2 separate regions of the Oncorhynchus mykiss genome follow, and region 2 is linked to region 1. The links are chromatin contacts, called in public Hi-C maps. All regions are on one chromosome and are shown on one strand. Each heading gives the region's core, a stretch centred on a gene start, on an enhancer-like site or on the middle of the called end of the contact. The rest is flanking DNA. Distances are from core to core; before and after follow the strand shown. Region 1 holds the start of LOC110519941 (zinc finger protein ZFPM1). Region 2 overlaps LOC110519941 (zinc finger protein ZFPM1).

The links. A called contact is a pair of places that touch in the nucleus more often than the background predicts.
Region 2: a contact with region 1 is called in a Hi-C map of liver, with 7 times the contacts expected there. The contact joins the enhancer-like site here to the promoter of LOC110519941 in region 1. A contact is called at or near these places in 3 of 3 Hi-C or Micro-C datasets (blood and liver).

The regions. Positions count from the first base shown.
Region 1 is chr1:25,187,154-25,193,444 of USDA_OmykA_1.1, reverse strand. LOC110519941 (zinc finger protein ZFPM1) reads right to left here and starts at 3,936. Exons shown (of 8, transcript XM_021596853.2): 1 at 3,481-3,936. The coding sequence starts at 3,520. It overlaps LOC110520087 (beta-1,3-galactosyltransferase 2-like), which reads right to left. Exons shown (of 1, transcript XM_021597165.2): 1 at 5,298-6,291. The coding sequence ends at 6,253.
Region 2 is chr1:25,251,244-25,257,534 of USDA_OmykA_1.1, reverse strand. LOC110519941 (zinc finger protein ZFPM1) reads right to left here. Exons shown (of 8, transcript XM_021596853.2): 3 at 311-444. Among protein-coding and RNA genes, the nearest start is that of LOC110519941, 65 kb to the right of the region's middle. Within about 2 kb of position 3,329, at least 5 of the 11 cell types and tissues checked have an H3K27ac peak or open chromatin away from gene starts, as enhancers often do. A contact at or near this core is called in liver, where this site is marked.

The DNA of each region.
Region 1 (6,291 bases), core at 2,687-5,186:
CCGTCATCATCTAATATCTCGTAGTAAAATCAACAACTTTTAGCGTTATGCTGATGCTGGATTTTATTCCTTTTAGCGGCATAGACGTGCTCTTCATTTTTTGCCAAAAAAGCACTCAAGATAATCATCAACGAACACAACATTTCAATGATATCTTACATGGAATCTACACTGAGTAATACGTGGTATTAGTTTTAATTTAATTAATCAACTACAATGCTTGTTAGGGGAAAAAAACAGGGGGCGGGGAAAAGGGTGAGGTTGAAGAAGAGGGAGAGAAATGCATTCACACCTATCATCTAATTATACAACATTAATCACATTAACGGTGGAACTGATTGCCAGGGTCCAGGCCTTGCTGCTCCTCCGTGTGGCTTTGTTATTGCAGTGGAGTCTTAGCCTGCCTGCTCTGTGCTGATAACAACTCTAATCGCACTTGGCAATCTCTATCTGCACTGGAGATCGGGCCCCAGGGCTTATCAAAAGTTCACATCGAGCTAAAAGCAGAACAAAGAAGGAAAAACACACAAGAGAAAGCCACTAAGGCGCTGTGTGTGTATAAATGGGCGTATGGGTTTACGAGTGTGTGTATGAGACTGTGTGTGTGTGATCCATGTATTATTATAATGTTTTACTGGCCTGGGAAGATTGGATTCATCTTTCAATAGTACAACAAAATGTAATATGACCTATAGAGGTAAAAGTGTATGTAAGACCTCCATTCAAAATAGAACAGGGTTACATCCAAACTGTTTAATTTATTTTATATAAAATCTCAATTCAAAAACACCCTAGATGAATATATACACTTTCAGAGCAACTGCCATTGTCTAAAGAGATGAGGTCAATGTTAATTCAGAGATGTCTGAACCTACAGACGTGACTTTGTGGTTTCTATAGGCGGCCATGCATTATTCATGGTGACCTCTGAGCTTTATCAGTGATGTCATGAGGGCAGAGCTGCAGAGAATGCTGCTGTATCTGTGGATCTGACTGAACTTATCTATCAGTGATCAGCAGGCAGCCTTATCAGCCCTGCACATCTCAGAGAGGGCGAGCTGTCTGCTTTCAAACCTACAATCTATCATTTCTGTATTCCTGGATTTTTTCCACTATGCCTTATCAGGCCTGCTATCCTTATTTCTGGTCTTATCTGCTTCTCCCGTTTTTTTTATTTTTTATCAAAAGATACACCCAGCTAGTCCCAAACAACAACACAAACACGACAAAGATGAGAATGCAGCAGCCAAATGTAATTATAATGCAAGCTCAATCCCAATCGCCTCCATCTGTCTCACACTATCGGGGGAGCGATCACCGCCCTGCTTATCCTGTCTCCATCTCAACTGCCAAAATATAAGCCCTGAGATCCGGACCCAGTGCCCCATTCATATCTTTCCATCGAGGAGGAATGGATAATCAGTTTGAGAGATCTTCACCATCGGGAGAATTACGCACAAAAGACGTAGACAAATATCTACCCTGAGTTGAGGCTTCCATAATGCTGGACACATCTGTTTTTGGTCCAGCATTCCAAATGCCACCACCGCCCAGTAAGTGTGCTATAACCACAACACAGTAATGAATTAAAATATGGGCTAGTACAGAGAAGCAAGCTTGTGATGCTTATGGAACAATATGGTAGACGTCATCAAACTCCAAGTCCTTATCACTTCTCCTCCTACATTAAAATGTCTGCCAAGGCACAAGAGAATCATGGGACTTCTGTGTCACATCAAGAAGCCAGGAAGCATGATGGTGTAAGCACTGATAAAGACAAAGGCCATGACACCCCTGATATGCTTACAGCTTAGATTTATCCTCTCCAGTGTCTGGACTATATCCACAGTCAATGTGAGACTGATGGGTGATCAATTGGAAGACCACTATGGGAAAATATTAAGTAAAGGAAATAACTTTTTTATATTATTATTATTTACATTACTGCTAGCCAACAGAACAATCATCCTCTTCATTAATAACATAACATGTGAAGAGGATTTTTATTTTTCATAATAATAACATAATAACACTAGCCTACAAAAATGCTTCCATACTTAGTCAAATACTTTTTAAAACCTATATCTCTCATGTAGCCTTTTCAAGTGGCTGCTTTGAAGATGGCATGTTGCAGAGAGTCCATTTGGGAAGTTGGAGAGTCCATTTGGGTAGATAGCATGACCGCCCAATGGTGTGCCTTTTACTAGAAGCATCTTTATGGGCACTTTATGCATAACCTTATCATGTGATTTCTCTTTCGTTTTAAGAGTTACTTTCTGCTTTATTTTTTAGCAACCCTTTCAAACTCAACCTCCAAGATATTGCTACTGTGCTTATCGGACCAAGGCATCTCTTCTGCATGAATAACTGAAAGAGGGCCTGGCACCAGAGCAAAACGCAGTAGGCAGCCAGGGAGTGAGTGTATGTTTGAGAGAGACCTTTTAAATGAACGCCTATGCATTAAAGAGTTAAAAGGATAGATGAAAAAAGATCCAATTGTAACCCACTATCAGAATGCGAGATCAGCAAGCGCGCTATCTGACGCCCCATCTCTGGAAAGAGAACTGAAAAGCCGGGGGAAATGCAACGCCAGCCTCAGTGCAGCTTCAGACAGAAAACAAATAAAAAAAGATCCAATTTTAATCTTTATCTCGCTTGCGATCGGATCGCAGTTTATCTGCGTTCACATCGCCTTTTTCAGAGAACAGTGACGTTTCCACAACATAATTAAACAGGAAACCACTGTTACAGTTCAGTTGCCAATGGACAAAACGTTTTTAAAAGAGCAAGCAAATTCAACGTTTTATTAAGCCTAGGGGCCTATATTGCAACTAAATAAAGTCGGGTAGAGACTGCAAGTTAGGCTACATGGCCCTAACTAAGTAACCCAATGTTAAAACCCACTGTGACAAACTGCATAAACCATTTATTTTTGCCTAACCTACATATAAAACAATTATAGCTTTCACATGATGTTCACATTGCTACTTCAAAACAACATTTGATTGCACACTCACTGTGGACAGTGGAGCAGGATATCGCCGAAAACATTGCTTACACTGAGATGTACTTTACATCATATTTAAAATGATAGATTATTTTGAATACATGTGCTCTAGTAGGCCTACTAAGCATTTATAACAGTAGTATTTAAAACAGTAGCATTTATAACATGTGCTCGATATTAGGCTAGTTGACTAGCCTATATTTTAAATGTATTTGAGTCAGTATGCTATACATTGAAACTGTTGGCTACCCTACATCAAAGGCTAAAAAGAATGCACATTTCCATAACATTATTATAAACATAGTCGCATAGCCTAATCGCATTTTTATAATAGTTTGGCATGTCATTTGTAGAAATATTATTTTGGTCACTGCTAAATGTCACAAACCTATTCCACCTGTCAAAGTATATACAGTATGTTCGCAATGAACCACCTTTAATAAAGATCAATGTGAACTTATTATTTTCCTTACGTTTGATCTGCCGGGGTTTGCTCTGCTTTCTTCGGGACATGTCTTTCTCCTGCTCTTGGTCCGCTGAAGGTAAGTGATCTTCCTAGGAAGAACTAGCACTGAAACACTGATCGATCTCCAGCCGGAGATATCCGCATGACCTGCACTTTGATATTCTTTGACGCACGAGGACTACCTGTGGCCAAGTAAGCTTTAGTTACTTTTCAATATCTTCCCAGATGTGCGGTCTTCTCTTTTCCCTTCCTCCTCTTCCTTGTGAGGTCTTAACTGTCACCTACGGGATGCCAGTGACTGCAGTTGTATCGCTATAAGTATTCTATAAAATGTTGCCGCTATAGAGGTCAATGTAGCCTATAACTGTTTTCGTTTTCCCTTTGTTTTTCCCTAGTCCGCCCAACACTCGAGTACTGGCGGGCACTTTTCAATGGAGCGCGAGCGTTACATTAAACATTACAGCTGATATGCAGAGCCGACACGCCCCTCTAACGCCCCCTGCGTCTGACGTAGGGCTAACGTGTCCGTTATGGGTGGGTTTTTTCTGTGAATTGTAGGCCCCAAAATTCTTCAACCAACCTACTTTAATTGTATTAATTGATAACGTTTGTTTTGACTCGAAACTTTTCTAAAATGGTCGAAATTCAGCATAATACAGTATTGGTATGCTGTATTAGATCTGTATAATGTGCAAACTATAAGGTAGCCTGATAGTTCATCTTTTGGAATTAACCCACACTTACTTGACTCCTGAAAACGTCACGTTTAAAGATGACAGGCAGCTATGATATAATTAGAAAGACAAATTGATGAGAAAATTAAGACATGGAAATCTTGCATAAGGAAATCTTTGGTGCACGTAAATGCAATATCATAGGTAATGTGCAACATTTTTCATTTTATGCAATTCAATTCAAAGTCAATTCAAAGTTTTACCTGGAAAACCTAGAACATTGTTCAAGCTTCCTGCCATCGAGGACCTCTATTCCAGGTGGTGTCAGAGGACGGCCCTAAAAATGGTCAGACTCCAGCCCCCCTAGTCATAGACTGTTCTCTCGGCTACCGCACAGCAAGCGGTACCGGAGCGCCAAGTCTAGGTCCAAAAGACTTCTTAACAGCTTCTACCCCCAAGCCATAAGACTCCTGAACAGCTAATCCAATGGCTACCCAGACTATTTGCATTGACCCCCCCCCCCCCCCCCCCCCCAACTCTTTTACGCCTTTAACTCTACCTACATGTACATATTACCTCAATTACCTCGACTAACCGGTACCCCCACACATTAACTCTGTACCGGTACCCCCTGTATATAGCCTCACTACTGTTATTTTACTGCTGCTCTCTGATTTTTTACTTATCTATTCTTTACTTAACACTTCTTTTTATTAAAACTGCATTGTTGGTTAAGGGCTTGTAAGTAAGCATTTCACTGTAAGGTCTACAACTACACCTGTTGTATTCAGCGCATGTGACAAATACAATTTAATTTGATTAGATTTATGTTGTCATTAGAAAATATAGCTTCAAATAATGTATGTTGCTCTATCCTGGTATATCATTAATTGAGAACATATGTATCCGACTGTATACATCAAGTAGCCTACTATTTGTATAGGAAAATGTTATGGGATGCATTTGCTCCATTGTTTACATTTTTGTTGTTAGCTCACTCTTTTAGGGTATGCACAAACTGAGGAGTGTGGCTTTAAAATAGTCACATCACTATTTATACTACCAAAATGAAACCAAGTGATAGATTGTTGGTGTGCAATGTATATTCTCAATACTTAAAAAATAGTTTAAGCGTTTTTATTCAGTTTAACATTTTTTACAAATATTCCAGGAATTTGTAACAATATCAATCTTAAGTAGGCATCAACTGAGTACAAATCACAAGCAACCAAAACAATAGCACACAAGACAAATGTTTAAGTCAAATTCACTGCTGCCATCTAGTGACAGTGAAAATCTTGTGCAGTAGAAAAAGGCTGGTGTGTAACTGCACGGTAGCTGTTATGTTGTGTCCACATATGAGTTTGTCTTGATGATGTACAGAAATTGAGACTATACTGTCACATGTGATAATGTGATACACACAGATCATGCTCGTCTTTGAAGATCTTAGAACATCATTTGATACTTACTTCATAGATACACACAAGATCCCACGTTGACATTTGAATTTAAGACAGTCATGGGAAATTATACTTGCAAGACCGAGCAGTAACACTACACAATACATAGCTCTACTTGTGTAGTAATGCTGTTATTGTAACAACATTATCTGGTCATATCATGTGGTAATTACTATGTATTACTACATGTATTACTACATGTTACTACTTTAGAATGACATGAAAAAGCTGTTTGAGAGTGAGTGAATTATACTATGATACCTGTGTGTGTGCGTGTGTGTGTGTGCCTACCTATTTGTTTAGTACTTGTATGCATGTGCTTACATAGTGTGTTTAATACTTATAAGGATTCAAAGCTTTAAGAGGTATTCATTGTCCTTAGCAGGGTAAGGATTCAAAGATTTAAGAGGTGTTCATTGTCCTTAGCAGGGTAAGGATTCAAAGCTTTAAGAGGTGTTCATTGTCCTTAGCAGGGTAAGGATTCAAAGCTTTAAGAGGTATTCATTGTCCTTAGCAGGGTAAGGATTCAAAGCTTTAAGAGGTATTCATTGTCCTTAGCAGGGTAAGGATTCAAAGCTTTAAGAGGTATTCATTGTCCTTAGCAGGGTAAGGATTCAAAGATTTAAGAGGTGTTCATTGTCCTTAGCAGGGGGTGCCAGGTCTCTGTAAGTCCTCCCAGAC
Region 2 (6,291 bases), core at 2,080-4,579, 65 kb before region 1:
GCACTAAGTAGGTAGCTGGTTAGTTAACAACATTGTTACAGTCAAAGATGACTTCAGTGACTGACTCAGCTGTTGAACAACTTTATGCTAGCTTTTCATACCCATAGTCAAACTCCAGATATACTGCTCATTGAAGCACACAAATCTACATAGTGATTGTTAATGTGGTAATAGAATCATGCACACACACACACACACACTGACCGATCTATGGTTGATAAGGCATTTTATTAATTTACTGATCCATTGACCAACGTCCTTCCCGACCCTTGACCTTTAATCTCTACCTCCATGCACTTTGAACCCTCACCTCTGGCACCTGGTCATCTCCAGCCTCTCCTGATTGGACGATCCCAGTGTATGGTCCCCATAGTGTGTCAGTGGTGAGGTCTCTGCGGGCCAGAACCTTGGGGCCAGCAGTATCGTCACTTAGCTCCAGGTCATCTACAGAGAGAATGAGAGAAGAAAGAGCGACTAAGTCTCCCAGGTCCCACAAGCAAACAAGATACAAAGCCATACAAAACCAACTCAGTTGTGTCTCAATTTACTGTTGAGAGTTATAATAGTAGAATAGACAAGGTGCATCAGCAGTTTTCTATTGTTATATCAGTTACTGACAGTTGTTCAATTAGCCATGTGCAGCTAACCATTTTTTAATTGGTAAGTTGTCTAGCCAGCTATCTAAACTTAAGTAATCACAGCCAAATACTGACCAAGTATGCAAGGCAAGTGCCCAGGGACCCTGACCTCCAGGGAGCCCCCATTCATTTTGTTAGTCACTTTCAGATATCATATGTGACTTGTTTCAGAAATCTAGGCGTATGTCACGCGTCACTACTTCACAGGGAAGCCATTTGAATGTAAACTTTTATTTTTTTTATCAAAATGCTTTTTTTGGGGCAGAAATGCCTTCTGGAAAATGTGAACTTTCATGTGCCTTAATAACAAACATGTATGTTATCTGTAAATATAAATACAAATATTAAATTATGAGCCTAGTTGGTTTAGCCACGTAAAAGACAGCACAAGCCATGATTGGCTGAGATAATGAGTGGGCTGGACATGCCGAGAGATGAGTTCGGATTGGTCTGCCATGTTGCACGCAATCTGTCTATAATATGAGCTGGTCAGTATGTGTAGGCAACCCTTTCTAATGAGGCTTTTTTGAAAGATATCACGTAGTAGAACTGCATAAGTGTTACTCTCCACTTTCTGGAGGACCGAGTTTTGAAATCAGTGGAATGCACGGCGGAATTAGAGTATGACAGCTAAGGAGATGGAGCAAACTTTGGCATTTGATTGCAAATATGCAGACATAGTCAAAAAGAGAACACACAGAAGGCTGTGTTGTATAAAACACCTGTCTCCGGATTACATCTTCAAACTAAGGGCAACCATGGCCTCCGTGACAGAGAGGGTGAAGTGTCCATCCATGTATATGGGCAAGAGAGTCTAGCTAGCTACATTTTCAGATATTACAAGTTTCTAATTTTGTCAAGTTAAAGTGTACTGTTAGCTAGCTAGCTAACATTAGCTGGCTGGCTTGCTAGCTAACGTTACATGTATGATCTGTGTAGTAATATTATTCATATCTCAGAGCCATTTGCATTGCTAGTTATAGCCTAATGTTAGCTAGCGAACATTGGACCTGGTTGGTTAGCTACCTGCAGATTTACGCAGGCTAGTAATGTTATGAGTTTGGATTTAGGTTCATTGTTTAGCTAGCTAGCTACATGTCTAAACAAAAGACACCCCTATGCAAGTAGCCATTTCAATAGAATGTTCATGATGTCACTGCGACAACTGTCGATAGACGTAGCTGGTAGAGCGCAGACAAATTTACAAATGCTCAACACCCATTGAATATGGCCAGTGTCAGTAAACGTTGGCAAAAAAGCGTAATTAAATTGTGGCCAGCAGCACAGCAGTCACCAATGTTTTGGATAACATAAAAACAGCCTAACCAGCTCTGCTGGGCAAGTAAAATGGTCAGAGTTAACTGTTCTCTCATTTGTGTCTGGAAGTAGCTAGCAAGCTAGCCAATGTTAGCCAACTAGCTTGGGTGCTTGACTGCTGTTGTTAGAACAGAACGCTCGAATCAATCCTACTCCTCGGCCAGAGCGCGCCCAGTGTGCGCTCTGAACGCTCCGAGAGTGAAACGCTCTCAATTTACGAACGGACAACGTGACAACGCTCTTGAGTTTACGAACGCCCAGAAAATCTCTCTACGCCTTATAGCAAAATGTGTACAATTACAGGAAATGAACTTTACATTTTAAAAATATATATCTGCCGTCAAGACCGGGGCCAGTATAATGTTTTGCCTGCGAGGTGGGGGGAGTCCAAAACAAATCTCGCTTAGGGCCCCCAAAAGGTTACTGCCGGCCCTGACTACTGGTATAATGCTTGTAGTTAAAGGTCCAATGCAGACGTTTCTGAGTGTTCTGAGTGGGGAGGAGAAAACTGAAAACTAGCTGTTATTGGCTGAGAGGTTTGGAACTCTTTCTTATTTGTCTATTAACTAAGTTCAATCCCACCAAAAAAGGCAGACATTTCAGGAGATCTTTTCAAACAGCTCTTACACTAAAAGGGCATTATCCGCATTTCCACAATTATCAGCATTCCCCCCCCCCCCCCTTTACCCTCAGAACAGCCTCAATTCCCAAAGTTGTGTCAAGTTGGCTGCATGTCCTTTGGATGGTGGACCATTCTTTATACACACGGGAAACTGTTGAGCGTGTAAAACCTTTAAGTGGGTAAAGTAGTTTAACTGCAAAAAAATAGATTGATTGCACAAATCAGTTGACTGCATGTGTGGGGATGGATGTGGGTACACAGACCTGCGAGGTACTGCGGCCCCCTCATAATGAGTACAGATTTTTTGGTGTCCCATCAAAGTTGCCCATCCCTAATCTATGTCATGTCATGGCCAGAGCTCTGATGATTCCAACACTAGGGGGAGTGTGGTGTTGCCTTGAGCACAGAGTGGACTGAGCAGGAGCAGCAAACTTTTGTACTTCCTCTTAGGAGATAACTGAGAAAAAGACATGGGAGTCAAGGCATTAGTGTGAGACTTGGACAGAGGGAGCCTCAGGCCACTGAGGAGGAGAGTCCTTCACTATCACACTCATATCCCTTACAATCCCACAGTGCAGAATCTCAAAAGTAGGATCACAAAGGTAGGATCTCAAAAGCTTAAACAAAAACACATCTCTCAAAAAGGAATGATTAGGAAAGGAATCTTGAAATTCACTTAGTCCAGTACCTACAGTAAGCTGTCCTATGACATAGCCATGGTGCTCTACAGTGCAGTACCATTGGAACCTGCTGTTTACCACCACGTTCAGCTGTCCCTCTCCCTCCATGTTGATTCTGTTGCTCTGTGTCCCCCCCCCCCCCCCCCCTCCCTCCTCCTCCATGGTTCAGCTTCTCTTTCGGGGGTCGGGCTAAAGTGCCAGGCTGATAAGAGTGTTTGTCTAACACTCTCTATGTCAAAACACTCATCTATCTTCTCTGTATCTATCCCCACCAGAGAACAACAGACAGATGCTGATAAAAATGGCTTTCCCACAGCCAAGAGTGGGAGAAAGAGAAGGGGAGGAAAGGAGAGGGGGGGGAAGGGAGAGAGGGAGGGGTGGACGAGAGAGAGGGGGAGATAGAGACAGAGGGAGGAGTAGAGGAGGGGAAAAAATGAAGGAGCAGTAGTGAGAAGGAGATTGGAACAAATCAAGCTGGAGGCTGGTGGAAGGAGCTATAGGAGGACGGACTCATTGTAATGTGGGGAATGGAATTCATGGAACGGAGTCAAACATGTGGTTCCCATACGTTTGATGTGCTTGTGTAAGTCTCCTGTCCACATCAGCGAGGCTGAAGTCCAGTGTCCAGGCCTATCTCCCAGCACCCCTGGCCAGATCACACTCTGACCAACTAATCTCAACACTCCATCAATGTCCAGTCTGCTGCCCTGATATTGGCTGGCCTCGGTCACATGATGCCTTATCAGCATGAACACCACCATTAACCTAATTGTGAAATTGTCTGCTGGGATTTTACCTTTGTGAAAAAATACAGAGACCACACTGAGTGTCGGTGTTTAGAACCTAAAAATATTCCATCATCCTTCCATGATCAGCCACGCCCCATTTCCCGCTCTCTGCCAACTGTACCACAGGGAGGTAACCTGGATGGGAGGTCCCAGCTCTATGTTGCCGACGCACGGTCAGCCGCGTCGGCACACCATCCAACAGGTGGCTTAAAAATCTAGATCAGTTTCATCCTCCCACTGAGGAGTGATCATGAGGCCCATTTTAATCACTGCACATGGGTAATCCCTACAGGTTAGCACGGTGCTACGCTACGCAGGGCCTCCTACCGTTCTAATCCCTGCTAATTACCACTACCGCACACCACAAACCCCCATAATGACCTGGGGTTCTTATCAATACTGCTCAATGCCCTGTGCTCGCCTCTCAGCCTGATACTGGCCCCTCTGTAGAGGCTCTACACCATCTCTAAAGCCCCACAGCCCTGTTCATTGCCCTGCCGCTTGGCCACTCCGCTTGATATGCTGGCCCCTCTCCTTGCCTCTAAACCATCTCTATGCCCCCACACAGCAGACCTCAAGAATATCCACGGCCCTGACCACAGACAGTGCCCACAAAACACATGCAGGACCAGGCTTAATCAATAGGGATCCTGCACCACAGTCCACACAGACCTATCAGCCAGCCTTATCAATAGAGCTCCACTCTGGCAGTGTCCACACAAAGCCTTATCAATATGGCTGCTTCACCAGCCACTGGGGCGTCCTGTCCGTTTTACAACAGCAGACAATAAAACAATCACCCTATCGTTAATGAAATGACTAATGCAATTACCCGATGAGTAGACAGAGGGGGATAGAGGGAGTTTAGGAGGACGAGGGAGTACTGGAGGGAGAATACTGCAAAAGTGAGGCCATACATTTGTATAAAAAATCTGTTTGTTTCACATGTTTAGATGTGTTATTGTGACCTCATGGCACATGGGCCATTTAACAGATTCACGCAAATCCACTTCCTCTCTGAATCCTTCAAGAGGAACAAAGAAACCTTCAGGTAACGCTGCGTTCGTAACCAAGCAAGAGGTGGGAATGAAGTCGTAAATACAAGTTGTATGCATTCACGTGCTTTGACCTCATTGAGAAATGCCAATTGGCTAAGGGCCAGGAAGCTGCATAAACCATAAAGTAAAGGTACAGCTATCGTGATTGTAAACAGATTATTGTGTTCAAAACCCATATTAATAGATTGCTTTTTCATAAATAATGTTTTGTTGTTGCATTTAACTGCCGAAAAGGGTTGTTAGTTATACCATGTTAACATAATACCTACAACTGTAGTTTACAGTACAGTCCTGTAGGGGCACTGGAGCTCAGCCTTGATAACCCAAACAATGTTATGAGAAAGAGATACAGTAGCACTTCCTGATCATATACATAGCTTACACTTATCTATTCATTCTCAACATATCATCAGACTACTGGACACACCTGTCTTTGTGCAGTAGTTCATTGTCTATGAAATTGTTCAGGTGGACAAGAACTTTGTGGTATTGGGAAATGAATGACATCACCAACCTTACATCAACGTTACAACAGGCCAACCTAACCTAGCGTTGTGCTGGTCGTCACGTTTGCAAAACAACACGCATGATCATCTGCACCATCCTATGGGAGTCGAGCATGCTCAAAAGGACTCAGTCATCTGATTGGATCTCAATGCGTAAAAAATAGTTACACAACCCTCTGTAGCAGGATCTCCCCTATTCCCCAACATCATCGTCTCCTCTATCAGGGCTAATTGATTTTTTAAAAGGCTATTGTTGATATCAAATTAGCACATCGCTGCGTAGCCATTGATTTTTTGACACAGTACAACAGGAAGTCTTTATCAGGGCCGCACTCCGACCCCTCACTAATAGCTGGGGTTTAACCTCTGCTGAATGACAAATCCCTGAGCTTTCTCCCCTACTCACTCAGCATGGAGGATCCCCCTCTCTGCTCTGCACCTCACAACTGAGGAAAAGAGATGGGCCGCTACCGGTACACAGGAGCCCTATGGTGCAGGCTTGGAGAGACCATCAGAGCTAACAGTCACAATATGAGTGTCTGTGAGAAAGTGAGAGAGAGATAGAGAGAAAGAAAGCGAACCCACTACTCCAGTCAGGATATAGAAACGTAATGGTCTAACACAGTCCCTTGGGTCCTGCATCGGTTCAGTTGAAAAAATACAAATTTCTCATGCTCAGGAC